Regions from separate parts of the Oryctolagus cuniculus genome. Here region 1 is linked to region 2. A link is a contact called in public Hi-C data. All regions are on one chromosome and are shown on one strand. Each heading gives the region's core, a stretch centred on a gene start, on an enhancer-like site or on the middle of the called end of the contact. The rest is flanking DNA. Distances are from core to core; before and after follow the strand shown. Region 1 has its middle 44 kb from the start of UPP2. Region 2 has its middle 38 kb from the start of DAPL1.

Region 1 (5,362 bases), core at 2,149-4,648, 790 kb after region 2:
CATAAGTGCACTGGAGACATTTATGGGAAAGAAACATGTTGTCATATAAAACATTTTTATACTTTGAGAAGGTCTTTTCCAAGCTCTCCCTTGGTCATTACTTTAAACATAGATAAACTAGTAAAGAATTGACTACTGTATTAATTCATCCATGCCAGACACTTTCCTGGAAATTCACCTGTATGTAGCTCCATCTCCTTTTATCCTAACCCAGAGGTCAGATCTCAGTCCATACAACCTGACTCAAAATTATAAATAAATACTTTGGGCCAAGCATATTCTCTGACTGGAGAGTCCTTGAACGAACAAATTGTGAGCAAGTCAGCCACTTAACAGTGAGAAATGCAATTGTAGGCAATGATTTAGAGAGCAATGGAAGTTGGCTGGGAAGTCAGATTGGACCACATTCAAGCGAGAGGTGAGGGAGTGGAAGCAATGAGCAGGCAGACACTCTCACAGTGGGGTTATAAATTTATTTTAACTACAATTCCACTATACAGAGAAAATACAGCTTCTTTATTTGATTTATAATTGCTTTGATCTTTTTCATGGGCCCACACCTGCCTAGGTAGCAAAAGGAACAAAATAAAGCAAAATGCCTTAGCCCAAATCTTACTTTGCAGCAATATTTTTGACATTCTGTTAGGTATTACATACCCTGTTCATTTTAGAATTTCATTTCTTTCCCTTCTGTATTTTAACATGGCATATAGGACTACGGAGCAAGTCCAGTGTGAATTGTGGCTTTGAGGGAAGGGAGACCTAGAAGCCATGCAGTATCCTTTGTCCTCTGTAGTCTCCACAGGCTTGACCTTGAACTCCTGGTAAAGGCTGGCCCTGCCAGCACTCACAACTGCAATGGGTGGCTGCTGTCAGTTGATGTGGCTCCTTGCAGTTTGGACAGTGGCTGGTGGCCCTCTTTGGCTCATGTGGCCTCACTCCATTTCAGCAATACTAATGTCCCCTCCTAGAGGGCTGTGATTCCCACTCACCTGCCACAGCATCAAAACACCCTTGATAGGAAAGACACCTTCACGAACCGTGTTTCCTCTGTGTTGAATCCACATCATCAGAGCGCCAGAAGTAAGCCAGAAAACCAAAAACGTCAGGAAATTCCTCTGCCCCACCACACAGCACCACTAGGTTTACTTTGATGAAGTTGTCACTGAAAGCTGTAGGGGGTGACATGGGAACTGGTTGCCTTGTAAAGTCCCAGTCGTGAAGTAAACACCTCATGTCACATAAGTCCCCCAATTTCCTGGACGTTCCTAAAGCTGCCTTCCGCCCTTGAAATTTGTCCTTGAGGTGGTAGAGGGAGATAAGAGAACGAGAATCTGATCCTTTCCATCTCTGCCTCTCTTTTGTGCTTCAGACTAGAGAAGGGGGGTGTTCCTTCTCACTTGCACACCATCATCCTCCTACCAGCACCAGCTAAGCTTTGTGCCTTAGCAATAAGAGGCAGATAGGGTGTCAGCTCCGTGCCCAGGAGGAATCCTATGATCTGATTCATTTGAGTTAGTTCCTAAAATCCTAAAACGCATTTAGAAAACCCTCCCTCTCATCCAAGCCTGTTTTCAAACCCATTATTTGTTCATAGGACATGGGTTTTCATGGCTTAGCTTCGGAGCTGGAAAGCAAAAGAGAATATGATTTGAGAAGGAAAAGAGAATACTACTTTAAGATTCACAAAATATTATCCTCACAACACTGTGGAGCATACAAATATATTTATGGAGGGTGAGGGAGTTGATCAGCAGTGAGAGAACCACAATGCAGAAGTTCAGAGTGTGGTTCAGGATCTGAACAGTGGGGAAACATACAGGCATCTTCCTAGAGTCATTTGGGTTTAAGGAGACTCTCCAGTTACCATCTCCTGAGATCTCTTCATTACTTTGTTAGATTTTCTAGAGTTCCCATGCTTGTGTATAAATCTTTACTTTTTTATTTAACTGCCCTTCCATTCCTTATAGCCAACATATCTGACTGAACATGTGTTCATTTGATGTTCATATCCTGCAACATATATATTGTGCACATATCTGTCACTCAATTTTATTTGCTGTAAATGTCTTTTTTAAAAGATTTGTTTGTTTTGGTTTATTTATTTGAGAGGAAGAGAGAGAGAGAGAGAGAGAGAGAGAGCGCCAAAGAGAGATCTTCCATCCATGGGTTCACTCCCCAAATGCCCACAACCGCCAGGGCTGACCCAGGCCAAAGCCAGAAGCCAGGAACTCCATCTGGGTGGCAGTGGCCCAGGTACTTGAGCCATCATCTGCTGCCTGCTAGCAGCAAGCTGATAGCTGGATTGGAAGCACAGGAACAGGGTCTGGAACCAGCACCGCCATATGGAATGCAGGTGCCCCAAGCAGCAACTTAACGTGCTGCACCACAATGCCTGCCCTGTAAGTATCTTTCTAATCTGTCCCTCAATCTGCGCTGACCCTGTAGTCTTAATGAAACTCTGCCTTTACCACATCCTCTCCTGCTCAGAGGTTTATACATCGAGCTCCTCTCTCCTCCCCATCATCAAGCTGGATTTGCTTCAGTGCAGTTTTCAGGTTCTGCCCAGTTAGTTGAACCTAATTTCCAACTAGACTCACCACTCATCTACTCTGGCCAGGCTGTCATGGCCTTGAACAGGAACCCCATTCTGTCCTGCTCCCACATTGTATGCCTGGCCCAAAATGCTATCTGGGCCCTTCCTCAGCTCATCCAAATCCAAATCATTTTTCCAAGCTCATTCCAAATCTAACTTATTTTCACTGAACTGTTTCATCGGAATGTAAGTGACTCTAGATTATACCACACTACGCGGAAGCTTCATTATATTCCATCTTTGAACAGTAGATAATATCATAGCTAGTATTTATTGAACTAAGCCTGTGATGGGCATAACTCATGTGATCTTCATCTTTGTGAAGTGGGCACATGATGTGCACACTGGAGACCAAAAACTATGCCTATCCCACGGCTACACAGCTGGTATATGGATGCAGCCCTATCCATGCTGAGGGGTGAGGCTCTGGAGGGGCTACATGTACAGTGTCTACGGCCTCCTGCCTCCAGGGAGCTGCTGCTTCTAACGTCCTGGGTCTTCAGCTTGTCTCCCTACCTGGACAGTAAATTTCTCTACCAGAAAGATCAGGACTTCTAAGTGAGCATATCATAGATCCTATCTCTCATACTGGGCTTTCTGTGCAATCATCATTTTTACAGGTGTTGAGCCACATGGTCTCAGACTCTTCAGGGCTTCTATGTGGCATCTCCCCCACCTCCACTACCTCCTCCCATGAATGCTCTGGAAGCCCCTAGCAGGGCAAAGTGCCAACCACCAAAAGGGAGTAGGTATCTGGATGCCTTCCTGCAGACTCTGCCCACCTGGCAGGCTTGACTTGCGATGTCATGGGACCCTGGCCACCTGCTGATGCCCTTTTGCAAGGCCAGGGCTATGCAACGTTCCTAAATCCACCCTCCAGACACAAAAGCGTTCGCAAACAGGATTGTAGCCTGCAGGAAGCATTCCCAGACTGGTTCCCCAAGGACAGGCTCTTTGTCCAGTGTTGAAAGGAGACCCCTAAGATCTCTCATTGAATGCCCCACAGCTCTGTGATTTATTTGAAGAGAAACCAGCTGCCCCAGGGAGGGGAGAGGAACGTGCAGTTGTGAACAGATTTTGAACATGAGAGCTTATTCCTTCAAAGGGGATTTTCCCAAGGGGGTTTCCTTCCTGCTGGTAAATGGGAAGCCACAAGCATTTGGTACTGTGTGAAGCTGTGCTGAGATGAGGCTTGAAGATTGTCCATATTCGGCTCCTGTCTGGGCAGAGCATGCATGCGTGCGTGGGAGCTTCACAGGCTGAGCCCTGGCAGAAAAGGCTGGGCAGGGCCAGCTTTGTAGTGCGAGGACTTTGGGTGGAAATCCCTCACTTCCTCCAGAGCCTTCCTCCCTACGGACGGTGGGTGCCTCCCTTCCTCTCAGGGCAGCACAGCACCCCCCTACCTCTCTCTCTTTGCTTCTCTCCTTCGCCCACTGCCCTTCTTGGGAAGAGGAAGAACACAAAATGCCTTCCTACTGGGTCTTCCCAATTCCTCTGAGCACCAGCTCCCAGACACAGCAAGGTTTTCCTGCAGAGACTGCGAACGACTGGGTCAGAGATTACATGACAAGATCATTGACACACCCCCTTAAAAGCCCTGTTCTTGGTCTGCCCACAGCTGCCTCTTAGGAAACCTAACCAAAACACCATGAAATCCTGTTTGATCTCAGCCCTTATTCACTGCTAATCCCACAGGATAGGAAAGTGGAGTTGTTTCAAGATGAGGGAAGGGCGGGTTTTGTGATTGTGACAAACATCAGACATTTCCCCTTCCAGACAGGGGATGTTCTGGGTTACGGGAGGCACTCAGGAAAAGAAGGGGTTGTTAGTTCCCGGCCTGCTTATGTCTTTAATTGTCAACTCTTCCTGCCTGCAGAGGATTGAGAAGAAAGAATTGCAGAGGCCTAATGCAGTCGGGGCAGCCAGGACAGGAAGGCTGCTCCACAGAGAGCAATTAACTCTTTCCCTGCAAGTGAGGAGCTTGTTTCTGTACCTGGCCCACCTGTGCCTGGACCAGGCCCCTTGTTTGCAGAGAATAAAAGGAAGCAACATCCCTTGACCCCCCCTTCCAACTCATCAGAGATGTGTGGATGAACTCTGATGTAAGGAAAATGTGATTTCTAGAAATCCAGACTTGTAAAATTAGGATTAAGTCAAGAATTAGATGGGCTTCCTGTTTTCCTTGAGAAACATAAAAAAAAAAAAAAAAAAAAAAAAAAAAAAACTTAAAATGGTGTCTCCCATGCATGCCAGGGCATTTGAAATACCATCTGATTCTAAGAATTTGGTGTTCAAATTCTTGGGAATTGGAGCATATTGAGTTTTTACAGAAGGTGCTCTTTATTGTATCTCCTTGCATTTATTTCCAAGGTGGGAGTTGGGTAAGAAAAATTCTCCAGATAGAAAAAGATCCTCTCATTAACTGACCACTTTTATAATTAGTTCCCATTTAGTTATAATTTCTCACATATGCTTGGGTCTAGTCTCACACATGGCATCAAGATCTTTGTGGAACACTCCCATGAGATCAATAATACAATGCAAATCAAATGCAAATTGATTGCAACAAAGTGCAATTGCATATCCTGCAAAAGATGCAGGCTTTCACCCGAGTTGGATGAGGACATGATTTGAGCTTCAAAAGAGAGCAATTTGAATATCAGAGAAGTAAATGAGGCCCTTGGGAAGCAGAGTGAAGTCCTTTAATATTTTGGCCAAATATGACCTTTTCAATGTCTGTGACAAAAGTCAAATTAAAATTTAGTC
Region 2 (4,915 bases), core at 1,640-4,139:
TGGCTTCAGATCGGCACAGCATTGTCTGAAGTAGCCATTTGGGGGGTGAACCAACAGAAGGAAGACCTTTTTCACTGTCTCTCTCACTGCCTAACTCTATCTGTCAAATAAATTATATATATATATATAGATAGATAGTGGGTATTTTAGGACAATTCTTCCAAAACAATGGTATGCACGTGAATCTACTGCTGAAATGCAGGTTCTCACTCTGCAGAACTGGGGCAGGGCCTGGAATTTCTCATTTTGTACAAATTGGTACTATGCGATGGCTTGAGGTGCCTTAAACAACAGAAGTTATTCCTTGCAGTCCCAGAGGTGGGAAGTTCAAGATCAAGACTGGTGCTGGCAAGGACTGTCTTCCAGGTCACCTTCTCACTGTAGCCACACAAGCCTTCTATGTGCCAGTAGAGAAAGAAAGCTCTGTGTCTGTTTCTCCTCTTTTATTCTTTTTTATTATTATTTTGTTAATGTGTCACACTTGTCTGTTTTTGTGGACTACCATGCAAAATTTCAAAACATGCATAAGTGGATCAAATCAGGCAATTAGCATTTCCATCTGATGATCTTTTCTTCATGCCTCTTTGTGTTTGGAGCCTACCAGCTCCTCTCTTCCAGTTCTTTGTACAGTGTGTACTACACTATTGTGAACTATAGTTCCCCATTGTGCTGTGGAACACTGGAACCTATTACCTCTAACTGTGTTGTCACCCATTATCCAGCCTCCTGCTGTTCCCCTTAGGGTAGCAATCATTATTCTCAGTTCAGACAGATTTTTTTTTCTAAACTGCCAGATAGGAGAAAGAACATATGGCATTTGTCTATCTGTGTCTGGTTTATCTCATGTAACATAATGATCTCGGGTTCCATCCATTTTGCTGCAAGTATCAGGATTCCATTCTTTTTTATGACAGTGTAATATTCCACTGTATGTATATATCACATTTTCTTTACCCATTCATCTGTTGATAGGCACCTAGGTGGATTCCCTATCTTGGTTATTGTGAATAATGCTGCAGTGAACATGGGAGTGCAGGCACCTCGTTCATATGTTGGTTTCATTTCCTTCAGATATGTCAAGTCTTAATTTGTGGGGCTTGTATGACGATACTTAAGTGGCAGCACAGGGAACAGAGACGGAGAAGAGGATGCCAACTCACTGCCGAGTATTGCCACAGAGCTCCAGTTACCTTGCTAAATAAATGGTTCCAGATTTGTCGTGGGCTGACTTGGGGTTCTGCAAATTCAGATGTTAAAGTCCCAACTCGCAAAACCTCAATCATGACTGCATTTGGAGACAAGGTCTATAGAGAGGTGATTGAGTTAAAATGAGGCTGGGAAGGTGGAGCCCTAATCCAATCTGACTGATGCCCCTACAAAAGGGAAGAGAGACGTGTGCTCACAGAGAAAGGCCGTGGGAGGACACATGAGAAGGCAGCTGTTTCCGAGCCACAAGGAGAAGCCAACCCTCTGACACTTTGACCTTGAATCTGCAGCCTCTATAACTTTGAGAAAAGGGATTTCTGCTGGTTAAGTCACCTAGTCTATGGTACTTTGTTCTCTCACCCCTCATACCCAAGATGAAGTACTGTTAGTGATGACTGGCCAGATGGTAACTCACTCGGGAAACTCGCACTGGCTTTCTCCTGGCACTGGGGCTACACTAATATACACAAGACACAGTCCCAGCCTTCCACTGGTGATGGAGACAGACCACTGAGGGACCAGGGAGAGAAGAATCTGGAGGTGAGAGAACCTGGCACATCCAGGAACCTGCAAATCCAGTGGACAATTCCTGGTGGGTGGCAGGTAGGGTGGCGGCCATGACTTGGGGAGAAGGGGGTAAGTGGAGCCCGACAGAGTGGGGACGTGGAGCCAGGCTGAAGAGTGCCGGCCTTCCGGCAGAGTGGAGCAATCAGCCGGCCTCTGAGCACAGATTCACTGGTTGAAACGTGGAAGGGGAATACAGGGGAGAGTGGGAGTTGGGGGCTCTGGAGGAGACCAGGGCATAGGGCAGGACCGTGACTGGACAGGAAGCACACGTGTAACCTCTATTCCCTTCAGTGTCCATCACGGTCCCTACAGGGGAATGAGGCACTTTACAATGGGGGTGGCCCCGCCTTACGCTGTGTGACGGAGGAAGAGGTACATGACACGGAGCTGGGTTTTCTCCCTCCTCCTCTGGTGCCTCCTAAGAGCAATTTTAGGAGAGTCTTTCCTACATATGCATCTCGCATCCCTGCAACACACACACACACACACACACACACTCTCTCTCTCTCTCATTTGCTTGAGTAAAGATGCCATTAATGTCATGCTTTGTGGCTGGTGGTACCTGGTAGACCTCATTGGGTGGAACTTGCTCAACCAGTTCTGCAGACAGGAGCCCTCAGACACCATCATGCTTCCAGCCACTGACACTGGCACAGAGATAATCTACGTGACAGCCGATGCTGCTGACTGTGCACTTTAAAACCCACCCCATGGTGTTGTGGTGCAGTGGGTTGAGCCACTGCTTGGGTCGTCTGCTTCTCCTATTATAGTGCCTAAGATGGAGTCCTGGATCTACCTTCTGATGCAGCTCCTTGCTAATGTGCATCCTGGGAGGCAGAGGATGGTGGCTCAAGTATTTGGCAGTCCCCGCACTCACGTGGGAGACCTGGAGGGACTTCCTGGCTCCTGGCTTCAGCCTGGCCCAGGCTCAGCTGTTAAGGGTATCTGGGGCGTGAACAAGTGGACAGAAGATCTGTCTCTCTCCCTAAGTAGCTCAACTTCTCAAACAAAATAAAAATACATAGATAACATTTAAAAAAAAAATCCCAGCCCGGTCCCTCCTGCTCACTGCTCCTTCAGCCGCACCGTGTCTAGCCTCTCTGGCTGGCTGGCCCCAGTGTTGTTGCCAACAGACCAGAGCCAATTTGAGCACATACAGCTCTTCAGTTCCTTTTGGTAGACACTGGTTACAACCAGTGAGCTGGGGAGAGGCGAGCTCTGGCTGCTGGCCCACAGCCTCGCTTCCACGGTGTAATGCAGGGGTTCTTGCACTGGAATCTCTGACAGCCGTCTTTCCTTTTATTAAACGCCAACTGAAATGTAGCATTTTCGATAATCACAGACATAGGCGACACACTGCTATAGTAATAACAACGTCTGTGACTTTTTCAGGGGGAGAAATCATGCGTATTTTTGTATCATGCTGTGGTTGTTGCAAAGATCTCAAAATAGCGTTGATATTGGTCATGAGAGCATAAATTATTGGAGCCGCCACTCGATGGTGTTATTTCACAACTTAGGTTAATGAGGAAGTGTGTAGGGGTTTGCAGCACAACAAAGGTTGGAGCGTGAGCCGCAGGGCTGGGGACTATCCCCGACAGGGATGACTGCGCTCTGCCTCCCGGGGGAGCAGAAGGCTGGGGCCTTGATGATTGCTTTGTTCCCTTGGGGCTGGAGCCAAGCCCAGATCAGAGTTTCTGAGAAACACCTTAGTCTTGGCTCCAGAGAAGCCTGGGCCACTCTGTGTAGTGCTGGGGAGCCCACTGGCTGGGCAACTCCTACGCACACACATTAGCCTGCTTTTTAGTGCTACAGTGAAATGCTGGAGACAGGCTACTTTACAAAGAAAGGAGGTTCATCTTGGCTCACCATTCTGGGCTGCATTGGTGATGCTCTCCTTGCTGGCAAAGTCTCACAGCCAAGCAGCGCACCACGCTGTGGGGAGACAGGCATGTGTGTGTGTGTGTGTGTGTGTGTGAGCTCTCCCTCCCTGTTTGCATGAAGCCACTAGGATTCGGTCATGGAGGTGCCAACTTATGACCTTAGTGATTCCTAATTACTCCTCAAAGCCTTACCTCTAAACACCACAGCTTCAGTTCCTGCCTTCTTCACGCCATTGCTGTGACTTTGGGGACTAAACTCCAGCAGGAGCTTGGGGACAGACCCCATTCCAGCCAGAGCCCCTCACCTCATCAGCAATCTAGGTGTCTGCCTGTCACAGGGCACAGAGACATGATGAAAACAGATCTGTGAGCTGCTTGCTGTCTAACTCTGGCCCTTGGCAGAGCCCATGTCCCCCGGCCCAGCCTCCGGGAATGCTCATGCCATCCCAGCCGCACTGTCCATGCCCTGGGACCCGGGCTACCTCCCACTTACACACGGCGCTCTCTCTCGCTCAGAAGTCGTCCTCTTGACTGATGCTTTCACTTATAAAACTTTTGTTGAGGTGAAATCCATGTCACACAAAATCATTCTATTTACTTATTTTTATTTTATTTGAAAGACGGAGGCAGAGAGAGAAGGAGAGCTTTCATCCACTGTTTCACCCCTCAAATGCCTGCAACAGTTGGAGGTGGGCCAGGCGGAAGCCAGGAGCTCAGAACTCAATCTGGGTCTCCTACATGGGTAGGGGAGATCCACGTACTTGAGCTGTCATCTGCCACCTCCCAGGGTGTCCACCAGCAAGATGCTGGGTCGCAAGCAGAGCCAGGACTCAAACTAGGCATTCTGACATGTGATGAATACATTCTAAGCTGTGTTTAAGATTTTATTTATTTGAGCAGTAGAGTTACAGTGAGAGAGAGTGACAGAGAGAAAGGTCTTCCTTCCGTTGGATCACTCCCCAAATGGCAGCAACAGCCGGAGCTGCTCCTGCATCGAAGCCAGGAGCCAGGTGCTTCTTCCCCGTCTCCCACATAGGCGCAGGAGCCCAAGCACTTGGGCCATCCTCCACTGCACTCTCAGGACATAGCAGAGAGCTGGACTGGAAGAGGAGCAGCCAGGACTATAACCAGTGCCCACATGGGATGCCAGCGCCACAGGCAGAGGATTAACCTACTGTGTCATGTTGCCAGCCCGCTAAGCCATGTCTCAACTACTTTACCAAACTGCTGGCCAGCCATTCTAAAGTGAGCACTTCTGT

What was found. A called contact is a pair of places that touch in the nucleus more often than the background predicts.
Region 1: a Hi-C map of skin fibroblasts shows a contact between it and region 2, with 2.8 times the contacts expected there. The contact joins two enhancer-like sites. A contact is called at or near these places in 5 of 6 Hi-C or Micro-C datasets (ear pinna, liver, psoas muscle and 2 more).

What each region holds. Positions count from the first base shown.
Region 1 is chr3:84,009,558-84,014,919 of mOryCun1.1, forward strand. No RefSeq gene overlaps it. Among named protein-coding and RNA genes, the nearest start is that of UPP2, 44 kb to the left of the region's middle. Within about 2 kb of position 3,399, at least 1 of the 8 cell types and tissues checked has an H3K27ac peak or open chromatin away from gene starts, as enhancers often do.
Region 2 is chr3:83,216,477-83,221,391 of mOryCun1.1, forward strand. No RefSeq gene overlaps it. Among named protein-coding and RNA genes, the nearest start is that of DAPL1, 38 kb to the left of the region's middle. Within about 2 kb of position 2,890, at least 1 of the 8 cell types and tissues checked has an H3K27ac peak or open chromatin away from gene starts, as enhancers often do.